Regions from separate parts of the Rattus norvegicus genome. Here region 2 is linked to region 1. Evidence: chromatin contacts called from public Hi-C data. All regions are on one chromosome and are shown on one strand. The core of a region is the stretch at or near the end of the contact, and the rest is flanking DNA. Distances in the headings are between cores, read along the strand shown.

Evidence for each region. A called contact is a pair of places that touch in the nucleus more often than the background predicts.
Region 2: a Hi-C map of frontal cortex shows a contact between it and region 1, with 1.7 times the contacts expected there. The contact joins the promoter of Kcnq5 here to the enhancer-like site in region 1.

The regions. Positions count from the first base shown.
Region 1 is chr9:31,595,375-31,602,836 of GRCr8, reverse strand. All of the region lies in intron 1 of Kcnq5 (potassium voltage-gated channel subfamily Q member 5), which reads left to right. Among named protein-coding and RNA genes, the nearest start is that of Khdc1b, 280 kb to the right of the region's middle. Within about 2 kb of position 1,421, at least 18 of the 93 cell types and tissues checked have an H3K27ac peak or open chromatin away from gene starts, as enhancers often do.
Region 2 is chr9:31,886,439-31,893,701 of GRCr8, reverse strand. It overlaps Kcnq5 (potassium voltage-gated channel subfamily Q member 5), which reads left to right and starts at 2,421. Exons shown (of 15, transcript NM_001134643.2): 1 at 2,421-2,991. The coding sequence starts at 2,597.

The sequences.
Region 1 (7,462 bases), core at 172-2,671:
TTCTTTAAAAAAAATCAGCAAAATTAATCAAATAGTTTGACTTGATATGCACATCATGCACAACTTCCAAAAATAATGGGGTTTTGTCCTGAGAAATGACATTTTAGAAAAACAATCTTTTTAGATAAGAAAAGTTTATGCTACAAATCTGAAGACTTAAAGTACAACAGACCTTTGTCAGTGATCTCTCTTTCTCAGACACACATACATGCATTCTCTCACACACGTTCTCCTTCTCAGACATGAACATGCATGCATTCTCACATGCATGCTTTCTGTCTCTGTCTGTCTCTGTCTGTCTGTCTCTGTCTGTCTGTCTGTCTGTCTCTCTCTCTCTCTCTCTGTCTGTCACACACACACACACACACACACACACACACACACACACACACACACACACAGAGGCATAATGCCCAGGTATTAATGGTTCTGGACCCTTAATGAACTAATAACTGTTGAGCATGGGAAACCTGATCTTCCTCGGGACAAATCCCTGATAGTTTATCTGACACCAAGCATTCCTCCCTCCACACATACACACATCAACAGGGTATGTCTATAAACATTTATATGTAACAATAATAATTAATAATTTCAGGCTATTAGTTTAGGAAGACCCGGGGTAGAGGAACACAGGAGGAGTTAGGAAGAGTGAATAAATAATGTAAATGTATATGAAATTCTGAAAAGTAGATCAAATATTTGAAAATTTAAAGAGACCAGTATTAAAAATAAAAGTCTTTTCTATAATTGTTTTAAAAATCTGCATCTATTACCAAAAAAAAAAATGACAAGTTCATTACTGTACATGTGTTTTCACGTCTAACCTTATGTAACCATTTATATAAGATCCTGTCTTTGAATATTCACACATAAAAATAAATCTGTCTTGAAATGTAAGATCCATGCGATGCATCAGCCCCCCAAAAGAGCATATTCTGTACCACTGAGCTCGCACTGTCTCCAAATTCACAGGGAGGGTGTAGTGCAAACAGAGCCCCCACTTGGATCTGCTAATTGAGTCCTCCCTAGGAGGAGGATATGAGGTGGTTTTGGCTTTAATCCCAGGTAGACAATCTCGGGGAATTGAGTCATCACTACAGAATTGGTCTTTTGGAGAAAAATTCATTCTTTAATGTTAAATTATTAAAGCTGAGCTCTTTTACACAACTCCGAGAACAGCACTGGCAGAGCAGAATCCATGGTGGTTTCTGTGGTAGCAATTCCTCATTTTATGTCTTTTTCCCAGCCACGTTATTGTTTGCACAGCATTAATAACAAGTATTAATTCCTCAACCGAAGCAAAAAGAATTCAGGTTTCACCCTGAATATTACATAGCTATACTGTAGTAACTACAAGATAGCATCACTGTCTTAAAATACTTGGAATGCCTCTGATATCAACACGTACAGTCTTAGGCATCTCAGGGGATGGGGGGAATAGATTGGAAGAAAACTGAAGTGTGCTGGGAGGAGCTGGGTTCGCACAGATGATAAAGAGGAGAATTCCAATGAGGTGACTCCTTCTCACTAATACTTTTGTCGATGCCCTGTTTCCCAAATAGCACCAGACAGCAAGGGCATGTGTGCCTGCAGTGTGATTATTCTGCCCATCAATCTTAACAATAGTTCTTCCCTAATCTAAAGAGGGGGGACATTTTTCCTGTTCTCACTTCCACTGAAGTGGAAATGAGTTTATTTTCACATCTCACCTGTGGGTGATTTGCAGATTTCAAATAACTGAAGCCTTCTTTAGCTATTCAACTTAGAGTTTTCTTTTACTTACCAAACTTCTTGACCTTACTAATTATTAACAATGACTATTACAGAGCAGGGATTAGGGAAAGTTCCTGATTATAACCTCAAAGTGTTGAGTGTTGACTGCCTTGCATTCCTTTCTATTGCCAGAGAAACAAAACAAAAACATAGAATCACAGTGGGATTCTGGGGCATGAAAAAAATATGTAGCCACACCATATCCTGATGATGGGATTTTCTCTTTGGCATTGAATGTTCCAGTGTAAGTCAGGGGAGCTGGAAAGCAGAGTTACTTTGTGCAAGGACCTTCCACTGCACCTTTGTGGGATGCCTTTCTCAATTGTGTGACAATTTCCCAATTGTCAGTGGGAATTACTGTTTCAAGATGAACTGAGAGAAGTCTTTGGGTAAGGAAGACTAGCAACCAATAAGAGGCAGGAAAAAAAATGTTCCAGTGTTGTTCAGTAAGTAAAAGCCCTAGACTTTCTGGACCATTTCTCCCAGTAGTTATGATGCTTCTCACTGATGAAAACACCTATCAGTCTTCCTCAAGTATTGAAAATCTCAGCTCTACAGTCACTTCCAAGATACCCTAGGGAGATTATGTTGTTCTGAAATATCCCTATAGGTGCGTATTACTTCCATTTGAAGTCTTCATTTCCTTGTTCTCTTCCTGCAACGTAAACATGTTTCCTGACCATGCATTAACATTGTGATATTCATAGAAATAATTCTTCTAATCTAGATACAATGGCGTGTGTCTGTAATCAAAGCACTCAGCATGGTGACACAAGAGGGTTGGAAGTTTGAGGCCAGCCTCAGTTTCATAGCTTGAGGCTATAGAAGAAGGAAAATAGTGGGAAAGAAAGATAAAGAAGAGTGGGGGAGAGGGAAGAGGGAAGTGAGAAAGAAAGATAAGCAGAGAGGAGAGAAAGGAGAAAGGCAGGCAAGCAGGGAGGGGGAAAGGGAGAGAGGGAAGGAGGGAGGGAGGGAGGAAGGAAGGAAGGAAGGAAGGAAGGAAGGAAGGAAGGAAGGAAGGAAGGAATGGGAGGGAATATAAAAAAGAGAAAATTAGCTTCCATTCTGAGAAGAGAAGCAAGGAGGACATAAGGGGGTGCAGACACTGAAGAGCTGGTGCAGGTGAGAGGGATGAAGGGGTCAGCCCTACAATTGGATCTCCCTATGAAGCAGGGTACTCCTGCTACTGCTGTCTCTTACCAAATCCTTGAAATTGACTTAGACTGAATACATCTTGAGAAAGCATGAGGCTAGACGAAATGCCAATGCATCTTTTGCTATATGTTGCAAATTTGAAATATGCTTCAATGAGTGACCAGAATGAGAGTAAATGAAGTTTTTATAAAGCTTTTTTTTTAATTTAGAGAGTACTTTATTAGTTTTTGTAATCAAACCCACGTATATAAGACCTTACATATTTAATACAGTGTGTTACCCCTGTACAAATGGAAAAAACTTAAGTTCAACATTTCTAGACCAATATGGCTGTTAATTTCTGTACAGTGCCAACTCAACACAGTAAACGGGGATACTTTTTTCGAAAGTTGACAGCACAGGTAAAGTTTCAAAAAATTCAAATTATATATCTGTATATATATATATATTTATATTTATATAAAAAGACCAATAATAGCAGTGTGTTATGCATCAACAGCAGCAACAGCTTTTCCAGGTTCTGCAGTCATCTGAACAAAACTGTAGAGACATCCAGCACACTCCATTAAAAAAAAAAAAAGTAAAAAAACAAAACCCGAGAAAACAGCACAGTTCTGTTACTCTTGTGGTACCTGGCACCATTTTTTTTTAAATTAGCTTCTCAATCATCATCTGGAAAGAAAACATTCTGAGCAACATCATTAAAAACAGCTCTGATAAAGCACGGTCACTACTACGTATCATAAAGCAGGTACAAGCTATTTTACATCCACAGAGGTATGATACAGTACTGTCCTACATCTATAATACTAGAGGATACAATTTAAAAGGCATTATTTGAGACTTGATTCTACTTTTCCAGCAGAGGGCCCAAAGGATGGTGTGACACAGCTTTGTAAAGAAACATACTCTAGACAGGATTTCCTTTCACTAGTGGCACAGTTCTAAGGATTCATTCTCTCCATGAATGTCAGCTAAAACCGTTATTAAAAAAATGAAATATCCCTAGAACAAAACCGTATAACCACCGGATTCACATGAAGATGACCTAGTGGAGACAAGCTGGACCTCACCTTACCAACAAGCTATCAAATCTGTTATGTTAAAACAGTGAGACCTCCAAGGAAGGAGATGCCAAGTAGTGCTTCAAAGCTTCGGACCACAATCAAACTCAGCATCCTTTTCAACAGAAGCAGAAGCTCATCTGAATATGCTCATGGATGCTGACATCAACATTTAATCATCTCCTCACTCATCCAGGAAGAGGGGGAGATCAGTTACTACTGTACTTTATTGTGTTCAACCAAATCACCATGTTACAAAAATAGCAAGCTGCTATAATAAAAAATAAGGCTCCTCTATCCAGCACCAGATAGCATCATTTTACTTTCAAGCCTAGAAATTGCACACTTGTATATAAACCAATCGAAGATGAGGATTGAGAGTTCATCTTGGTGGATTTTTCCTTTGATGAATATGAAGTGTCCTTCCTTATCTTTTTTGATGACTTTTAATTGAAAATTGATTTTATTTGATATTAGAATGGCTACTCCAGCTTGCTTCTTCTGACCATTTGCTTGGAAAGTTGTTTTCCAGCCTTTCACTCTGAGGTAGTGTCTGTCTTTGTCTCTGAGGTGTGTTTCCTGTAGGCAGCAGAATGCAGGGTCCTCATTGCGTATCCACTTTGTTAATCTATGTCTTTTTATTGGGGAGTTGAGGCCATTGATGTTGAGAGATATTAAGGAATAGTGATTATTGCTTCCTGTTATATTCATATTTGGATGTGAGGTTATGTTTGTGTGCTTTCATTCTCTTTGTTTTGTTGCCAAGACGATTAGTTTCTTGCTTCTTCTAGGGTATAGCTTGCCTCCTTATGTTGGGCTTTACCCTTTATTATCCTTTGTAGTGCTGGATTTGTAGAAAGATATTGTGTAAATTTGGTTTTGTCATGGAATATCTTGGTTTCTCCATCTATGTTAATTGAGAGTTTTGCAGGATACAGTAACCTGGGCTGGCATTTGTGTTCTCTTAGGGTCTGTATGACATCTGTCCAGGATCTTCTGGCCTTCATAGTTTCTGGCGAAAAGTCTGGTGTGATTCTGATAGGTCTACCTTTATATGTTACTTGACCTTTTTCCCTTACTGCTTTTAATATTCTTTCTTTATTTTGTGTGTTTGGTGTTTTGACAATTATGTGACGGGAGGTGTTTCTTTTCTGGTCCAATCTATTTGGAGTTCTGTAGGCTTCTTGTATGCCTATGGGTATCTCTTTTTTTAGGTTAGGGAAGTTTTCTTCTATGATTTTGTTGAAGATATTTACTGGTCCTTTGAGCTGGGAGTCTTCACTCTCTTCTATACCTATTATCCTTAGGTTTGATCTTCTCATTGAGTCCTGGATTTCCTGTATGTTTTGGACCAGTAGCTTTTTCTGCTTTACATCATCTTTGACAGTTGAGTCAATGATTTCTATGGAATCTTCTGCTCCCGAGATTCTCTCTTCCATCTCTTGTATTCTGTTGGTGAAGCTTGTATCTACAGCTCCTTGTCTTTTCTTTTGATTTTCTATGTCCAGGGTTGTTTCCATGTGTTCTTTCTTGATTGCTTCTATTTCCATTTTTAATTCCTTCAACTGTTTGATTGTGTTTTCCTGGAATTCTTTCAGGGATTTTTGCGATTCCTCTCTGTAGGCTTCTACTTGTTCTCTAAGGGAGTTCTTTATGTCTTTCTTGAAGTCCTCCAGCATCATGATCAAATATGATTTTGAAACTAGATCTTGCTTTTCTGGTGTGTTTGGAAATTCCGTGTTTGCTTTGGTGGGAGAATTGGGCTCCGATGATGCCATGTAGTCTTGGTTTCTGTTGCTTGGGTTCCTGCGCTTGCCTCTCGCCATCAGATTATCTCTAGTGTTACTTTGTTCTGCTATTTCTGACAGTGGCTAGACTGTCCTATAAGCCTGTGTGTCAGGAGTGCTGTAGACCTGTTTTCCTGTTTTCTTTCAGCCAGTTATGGGGACAGAGTGTTCTGCTTTCGGGCGTGTAGTTTTTCCTCTCTACAGGTCTTCAGCTGTTCCTGTGGGCCTGTGTCTTCAGTTCACCAGGCAGGTTTCCTGCAGGGGAAAAGTTGGTCCTACCTGTGGTTCCAAGGCTCAAGTTTGCTCGTGGGGTACTGCCTAAGTCCTCTCCGCGGCGGCAGCAACCGGGAAGATCTGCGCCACTCTTTCCGGGAGCCTCCGTGCACCAGGGTTCCAGCTGACGTTTGGTGTTTTCCTCTGGCGTCTGGATGTGCACAGAGTGCAGTCTCTTCTGGTTTCCCAGGCGTGTCCGCCTCTCTGAAGGTTTAGCTCTCCCTCCCATGGGATTTGGGTGCAGAGAACTGTTTATCCGGTCTGTTTCCTTCAGGTTCCGGCGGTGTCTCAGGCACAGGGATCCTGCCGCTCCTGGGCCCTCCCCTACGAGAACCCAGAGGCCTTATACAGTTGCCTCTTGGGCCAGGGATGTGGGCAGGGGTGGGCAGTGTTGGTGGTCTCCTCCGCTCTGCAGCCTCAGGAGTGCCCACCTGATCAGGCGGTGAGGTCTCTCTCCCACGGGGTTTGGGAGCAGAGAGCTGCTGCGGGCCGGGATCTGCGGGTCTATAAAGCTTTTTGTTTTGTTTTGTTTTGTTTTGTTTTGTTTTGTTTTGTTTTGTTTTGTTTAACTATGACAGCAAGGCCTTTGAGAAAGCTTAATCTAGTATAGATTCTGGGAGACTGGAAAATCTGTTTTCAAAACGTGTTTTACCTGGGAAAGGATGCTTACTAGGAAGCCACAGCCATCTTCTTACCTCATCTGTCAAGTAACTATACGCTGAAAGACAACTTCTCCTTACTGACACTGTTGACACTTGTCCTTATGGTGGGGACTGTCCTGAGCATTTGGAGTACCAGTAGCGTCCTCTACACACTGATTTGTGAATTCCGACAATCAACAATGTCTCCAGTCATTGTTGAATGTTCTTAGAGAAGGTCCAGGTGTCCATTGAAGACCAACTTGTACCCAAATTAGAACCACTGAAACAGATTAAAACTTCCAAACCATGTGTCCTGTGTCACAGTGCTCCACGAGGAGGTAGCATATCTTGAGAACATGGTCACAGTATTTTCTCTTCTTAAAGATCTACACTGAACATGCGCACATGAAGAGCTACCAGAATCCTTTATTTCTGCTAGTGTGGATGTATTCAAATTTAGATCTTGTTTCCAAGAACATCTGTGTTTGTTGCAGCGTTTTGTGCTTTAATATTCTCTGGCTGGACTTTGGGTAGCATAGAGCCCAGAACAGAGAGAATTTATTTTACTGCTATTTTATTTGGCCATGTGTTCAAAATCGCTGAACAGGAAGGACAGTGTTTTGTGATCATGCCTCAAGATCATGAAAGAAAAGTCTTTCTATGAGTCAAATTTCATTCTTCCCAGAGTTTAATAGATTTGAAGGAAACCCAACTCTAGAGAAGAGAAGAAAATGGAATGTATGGGAAAGTCTCTAATCATAACTTC
Region 2 (7,263 bases), core at 1,172-3,671, 290 kb before region 1:
GTCTTTCTTTCCCGGGGATGGATGAACAGGATGATCCACTAGGGTTCACACCTAGAACAGCCTTTCCCTTAACAGTCAGCGGTGCTGTAGATACAGTTCTGTCCGGTACTGTTCGGTCCATTTACTTGAAGCTGCAGAATGGGTACTCCAACTGGGAGCCAGGATGCTGGGTTCCTAGTGGCCTATCTTGTCTGTGGATACACAGACAAGCCCCCTTCTCTGGGTTTGTGATTAAGTGGATGACACTCAGAAAAGAGTGTTACAAACGTCTTCGACCTCTATAACCCTTACTAATTACAACTGTCCTTGCCATCCTCCTGCCTGGGTTTATTGACATTTTCGAAATAGACATCACAGCTTCCCTGGTTCTATTCCTGCACCCTAGGAAACCATCCTTGGACATTAAGCAGCTGACTTCCTGGGCCTTTCTGGAGGGGAAACATGGCCTTGTGTCATGCCTTAAAGAGATTTCCTGCGGGTGTGTGGGGCCCAGCCACTGAGTGAGGCAAAGGTGATCTAATCACAGTAGAAGTTTGCAGCCAAGAAAACAGCTTCGTTTAAAGGGGAAGTGGCCTTTTCGTTTTCTTATTTTCAGAAAAGCTGGGATTTTTTTTTTCTCACGTCGACAGCGTGCGCACGAGTCATTTTAAGTCTCTACATCTTTCACCCTGAAAGTCCCTGCACAGAAACTCCGCGGGGAATCTAAATATAGCTGCACCGAATTCGCCCCGCCTTCAGCCAGGGGTCTCCACGCTCTTGGATTGGAGAGCTTATTCCAGGACGCTCTCTCTCTTTTTCTCTCTGCATCTGCCTTGAATAGCAGGGCACGGAGCAATCTCTCTAGCACCTCCACGGTGTGTGGGTGTGAAGTGTATTAGGGGAAGGCAGGAGTGACTCTGGGTGTTGGCGCTGGCTCACAGTCACGTGGTACCGCTGCCAGCTGCACAGCGCTAGGGGTTAGTAGTGCCTTCTGCCCAGAGGCTTTAAAGAAAGCAAGGTCATGCTGAGTAAGAACCAGGGAGAGGTCTTCACAAAACAATAACGATAAAAATAAAAGTAAAACTTTTAGCTGACACTCTGACTGCAGAGAGCAGCTGTCTGTGGGCGTGGGTGTATGCACGGGGTGGGCGGGGGTGTTGGTAGAGTATTATCTGCTAGGGGTGAGGCAACCAAGATTTTTGCCTTAGTGTTGGTTGATATTCATGGAAATGGGGGGAAAAGGCACACGGATGGCCACTTTGCTATTGTCTACCTTGGTTTTGTATTGAAAGCACAGTTCAGTTGAACTTGGTGATTTTTTTTTTTAATGTTTGGGAGGAAGGCAGCTCTCTTGGAAGTAGTTCCCAATCCTGGCGTCCTCTCAGTTTCCCCAACGCTGAATCTGTTGTTTAATTGCTAACAATGTTTTTGAAAGGCAGAGTTCTGAGCCAGCAGCACCATAATCTCACTCTTAGCCAAGAGCGCTGGCTTTGGGGAGTCCATCTGCCAGAATTGGTAGGAGATCCAGTCAGTGGTTCCCCTCGTCTCTAAACATTGTAAGTTACAGCATCCTGTCTGAGAGGCAGGTCCTGGACTCCCCACCCTCTGCGATCCTTCTCTAACTCACTGGGGACGCCACCGTCGCGGCGGAGACTTAAAGCAGTTTTATGACTTTCTCCCACTTAAATGGAAATTTCTTGAAGGAGGGAAGTGGGTTCATTTTCCCAGGCTTCTCTGTCAGGAGGAGCTCCCTCACCGCAAAGGAGCTACTTTGGAGTTTTACGCCCTCCCCACACCCCACCCTTGGGGATGGGAAGGATGTTCTGCGACTCGCGGGCTTGTAGGATGGAAAGTCACAGCCTGCAGGCTGGATTGAGTCGCGGGAAGCTGCTGGGTCCCTGCCTGGCGCTCTCCGGGTGTGTCCATTGAACTGCGGTGGACTGGTCCCCAGCGCGGGAACCCAAGCGCCACTGCCCCAAGCGTAGCCCGGTTGGCTCGCTCCTAGGCTAGCCAGCACCTGGAGGGCAGGACAGAACCTCTCTTGCTCGCACCCATCGCCCAAGGATGGCAAGACCAGGCGCGGCGTAGCAGCGTGAGAAGCCCAGAGACCCACTCGTCCAGTTTGTTCTCGAGGCACCAGGAGGACTTAACCCTCCGAGCTCCAGGAAGAACCGAGCCAAACTCAGCCTGGGAGACCGACTTGGGATCAGGCTGGTGCTCTGCGGGGGTGCAGGGGACAGACAGACTCGAAGCCAGCTGGGTGTGCACGCGTGCGAGCGTGCCTCGGGGCATCCCGCACACCCTCGGTCCCGTGTGGCGACACTCCGCGGGGAGGAGGGAGTGGCAGCCACCGGACTAAAGGAAAGCGAGGGACACCTCACAAAGTGACGCCCCCAACAGGTCCGGATTTGGAATTGGAAGCGGCAGAAATCCGGACCTCCCCGGGCCTGCTCCGCACACCCCGCCGCCCCCGCCCGGAGCCCAGACCCTCGGCTTGCCGGCCCCCCAGGGCGCCCCGTCGGCTGCGGGCTTCCTCCTGCAGACCTGCCCGCGCACATGAAGCGGCTGCCCCCGCCGCAGGCGCCGGCGCCCCCCTCGCGGTGCCCGTGGTGATGCCATGCCCCGCCACCACGCGGGAGGAGAGGAGGGCGGTGCCGCCGGGCTCTGGGTGAGGAGCGGCGCGGCGGCGGCGGCGGGTGGGGGGCGCCCGGGCAGCGGCATGAAGGATGTGGAGTCCGGCCGCGGCAGGGTGCTGCTGAACTCGGCGGCCGCCAGGGGCGACGGCCTGCTGCTGCTCGGCACCCGCGCGGCGGCGCTCGGCGGAGGCGGCGGCGGCTTGAGAGAGAGCCGCCGGGGCAAGCAGGGGGCCCGGATGAGCCTGCTGGGGAAGCCGCTCTCCTACACCAGCAGCCAGAGCTGTCGGCGCAACGTCAAGTACCGGAGGGTGCAGAACTATCTGTACAACGTGCTGGAGAGACCCCGCGGCTGGGCGTTCGTCTACCACGCGTTCGTGTGAGTACCCGCGCCCCCACCCGCGACCCCCGTGCGGCCCTAGCCATGCCCTCTGATGGGGAGCCCCCTGCCCCTGGAGCCCCGGGGCGCACTTGGCGCCAGCGCCCTGACCCTAGGCTTGGAAACGCGCGCGCGCACACACACAGAGCTACACACACGTGGTGGGTTTTTTTTTTTTTTTTTAATTTCTTTGCACGTGTTTGCCATCCGCCCTCTGGAGCCCTCCATCTCTCTTGTGCCACCTCTGGTTCTGGTTCAGATTGAACCGTTTTGCCCCAGAGCACCCAGGGGACTGCGGGTCAGTTCCAGGTACCTGGGTGATTGAAGGCAGAAGCTAGACTTAGGGGACTCAGATAATCGGGAGCGATTAGGTCCTGATATACAGAAACTTAACTGAGTGGGGCGCCCAGGAGCTGGGAAACGCTCCGGGAGGTTGTGCACCAACCTGAGGCTGGAGAGTATATTGGAAAGATTGGGAGGGCATGGCGGGGTGGCATGGAGTGGAGAGGAGAAGGTTAAGAGTGGGTCCACAGTCAGCTCTGGGGTCAAGCAGAGGAAGCTGCTACGTGGTGGAGAGACTAGGTTGTAAGCGCGCCCGGAAACACGCCTGGCCACCATCACAGCTGTCACCAACGGAAAATCTGTCAGTGCACGCAGTAGTCATTGCCACATAGAGGTGGTCAGAGTCTGGCAGGCTATTCAAGCTCGGCTGCAGGCAGCTCCAGCTACAAGTGGAGAACCTGGGGGGAGGGGGAGGGGGGTCAGGAACATGGCCAGAGGTGCTATAACAGAAGTGCACAGGGGCCAGCTGTGAGTGACCTGGATTAAGCAGTGGGTTTAGTTGGCACTTATGGCGCTGAGACAAAGTGTCTGTGTGTGTGTGTGTGTGTGTGTGTGTGTGTGTGTGTGTGTGTGTGTAGTAAGCTCTCACCTTCGAGCAGAGAATGCGAGAATGCTTAATGAGAAAATGATTGGAAGCAAATGTTTATTTTTCCCTTAGGCATTAAAAAGCTTTCGGTGGCTTTAAAGTTTACTACTGTTTTTCCCGACGTCCATTCATTCAATCTCCTGTTAGAGTTAGGTGTATCTGGACGACGACGACTTACGGTCATTTTTATGCCTTAACACCCCGAGTTATTTAATCTTTTTAAAGGAACCCTCTTCTTCTTGCCCCCCTCCACCCCCTCCTTCTTTATGTTAAGATGAAATACAAACATATTAGCCTTAGAAGACCTTCAGAGAAAGTTGCAGGCACATAACTGATTGATTCCTTGTTTCCTAGTTAAGGTATGTTTGGAAGAGACAAAAACAAAATCTTTTAGAAATGAGGCATGCCGTCCTATACTTCTCCCTCATGTGGAATGAAGAATTGGCACCAACCCAGGAAACTTAAAAAAAAAAAAAAAGAAATCATAATATCAGGAGAGAAGAAGGAGCTGCCTTTATAAATAGGTGAACCTGAAATGTCACCAGGTAGAACTCAGGAAACTGGTGGAGTCTGCACTCTGGGGCCCCGGTGTCTGGAAATTTTTACAGTTCCAGATTGCTGTGAACACGAAGGATTAGGTGAACTATTCGGGCCAGCTTCATAGGTTTGCAAGGCACACACAGGGAATGTTGTGTTCTGTCTAGCGTCATTACAGTCAAAAATATAAGGTCTATCATTTGCTGATGGAAGAGGCACAAGTATTTGGATGAAATTAAGGATAAACACCCCTGACACTTGTTAAGCTCATCTCCTTGGGTTGATAGCCGATTAATTTAGCACTTAATGACTTAAATGATTTTGACCTGTTAGAATATGCCATACACTTTTAAAAAGAAGTGCTGAGGCATAATTTGCTGTAAACATACACAGTATGGATGATGGTATTTTTAGAGCATGCTCAAAATATTCAGGGCTGTGAGCTTTCAATATGATGGAATATAAAATACATGTTATGGGTTCGGAGGGAGTTTGACATAACCTCCACCGTTGCACAGACGGATGTCTCCTAAGCGTTGTTTACAAGCAGGAGTGAAAATTTCTCAGAATGCAGCATTCTCTTTTTGATGCCTGATTGTTAAGCCGGTTGTTATGGGTTTCTGGTGTAACATTTGGGCAATTTTTAAATTTTATTTATTTATTTATTTATTTATTTATTTATTTATTTATTGGTTTCTAGTTTACCTATTTTCCTGCTAACCAGTTTTATCAGTAGTGAGTTCAGTGGGGGATAGAACACAAATTGTGTGCTTGTCAACCCAGTGTTGCTGATGTAAAGTTCTTAAATGTTGCGAAGATCCTTGAGGGCCACAGGGTAGGAGCAGTTGAAACTACATAGTGATGGTGGATCCATATTAGCACAAAGTCAGAATGGACAGAGTCAGGTTCTGGAAGGATGGGACTTAACCATGGCAGAGCCCTGAGGGTGGGGGGGGGAGGACTGGGGTAATCACTACTTACAGTCTTAAATGAGGATTTGAATAGCCGGAACTTACACATTAAATTAATAAAGCAAGGTTGCTTTGAGCTGCAAGTCTAATAAGACCATTAAAGGAAACTATAAGGAAATAATTTCTAGAGAGGTGTAACTAACTAATGCCCTGCCAGCCTGGGAATCCTCGAATCTTACTTTAATAACAGTTTTTGTAGGGTATTAAGCTCCTTGCCAAGAACAAGTACACTGTGATTAATGCGGCCGTTCAGGGATGAATTTACTTGGTTAGCCCTGTATTTCCACGGCCAAGAAACCAGAGAAGTATGCTTAACAGTATGCTCCAGGTCAAGAGAATATTCTGTTAAAATGTGTAAAGATAATTATGATAGTGATATTTTAATGGTCTAAAATGTGATCTGGTGAGTGTGTAACCCCAGCCTACTGGTAGGAATGCTGGTGAGAACAGAGGTGACCTGCTTCAAGTGATTTCTTCCTCAGAGTTTTGTGGGCCTCCCTCAGGAGATCCAGGCGCTTCCTACTTCTTTAGAGTCCCCGGGGAGGCAGCATGTGCTGTCTTCAGCTGTGATACGATTAGCCAGATGAGCTCTTAAAATAAGACATGATTTCTCTGAGTTGTTTGCTCCTTTAAAATTGCCCTTCTTTGGGGAAAATTTGGAAGAATTATGGGAGTTGTAGAGGAGCTCGTGATAGGATTCCTAATGTAAATGTGCATTGGTGTAGCAAATTCTGTCAGTCCTGAGGACTTGCCCATGAGATGTATCAATGAAGATATATCCATGTAACCCCATCACGTTGCCCTAAGTGTATCTCGGTCTCTTTTAGTCCTGTGAATGAGAATTCATAAATACTTTAAACTAGAGTATTCTAACCACCTGAACTAGGGAGCTGGGAGGCTGGGAGTCGTCATCATCATCATCACCACCATCACCACCACCATCATCATCACTGCCATCACCATCACCATCACCATCATCATCACTACCATCACCATCACCATCACCACCATCATCACCACCATCATCATCATCATTATTATTAAACTAGCTACTACTGACCATACAAATGACCATTGGATTTTGTTCACTTGCTTTGAAATCTTCTTACAAATATATCTTTCACTGTCCTTTGCTGCTTCCTTGGTGCCTCTCTGTTTCTCAGAACCTCTTCTCTGCTGCCTGGTCATCTTTCTCCTGTTTACAACCCTGTAGCTGCCACTCTGACACGAGTTTTATTAATAAAAGGCAGGCACGATTACATCACGTATAGATTTATCCATTCACACCTATCTGGGTGTCTGAGGTCTACGCTGATTTTCAAATTGATGAGGCAAAGGCCTCTGATTTCAAGGAGGGGCGAGCATTTAGGTGACTTTTAAGCATTTTCAGCAAGGGTGGGGTGATGCTCTCAGGCCTGTGACAGAGGAAATAAGTTGCAAAATAAATTAATGGAAAAGTGGAGATGATGATGATGATGATGACGACGACGACGGTGCCGCCCGCCACCCAGGGCAGAGAAGACAGCAAGCAGCCTTTAAAGGGGAAGCGAGACCTGGGCTGAGTTGAGATGATCAAGTAGTCCATTTTCAGGGGGGGAGGGGGAAGTGAGCAATTGCGACAGAGAAAATAGCTTTAGCGAAAGTGTGAGGTCACAACTGTGTATTAAGTGAGAGTACTTTAAACTCATTGCAGGATAAAGCTAACTTCAAGAAAAGGGGTGGGGGGCTTGCACCTGATTTTTCATAGCTTTGATGAAGGAAATGGATATGGAACTGTGTAGGCCGAGTCTGTCTTTACCCTGCAGAATGTAGGCTAAATGAATGACGAAGAGAGAA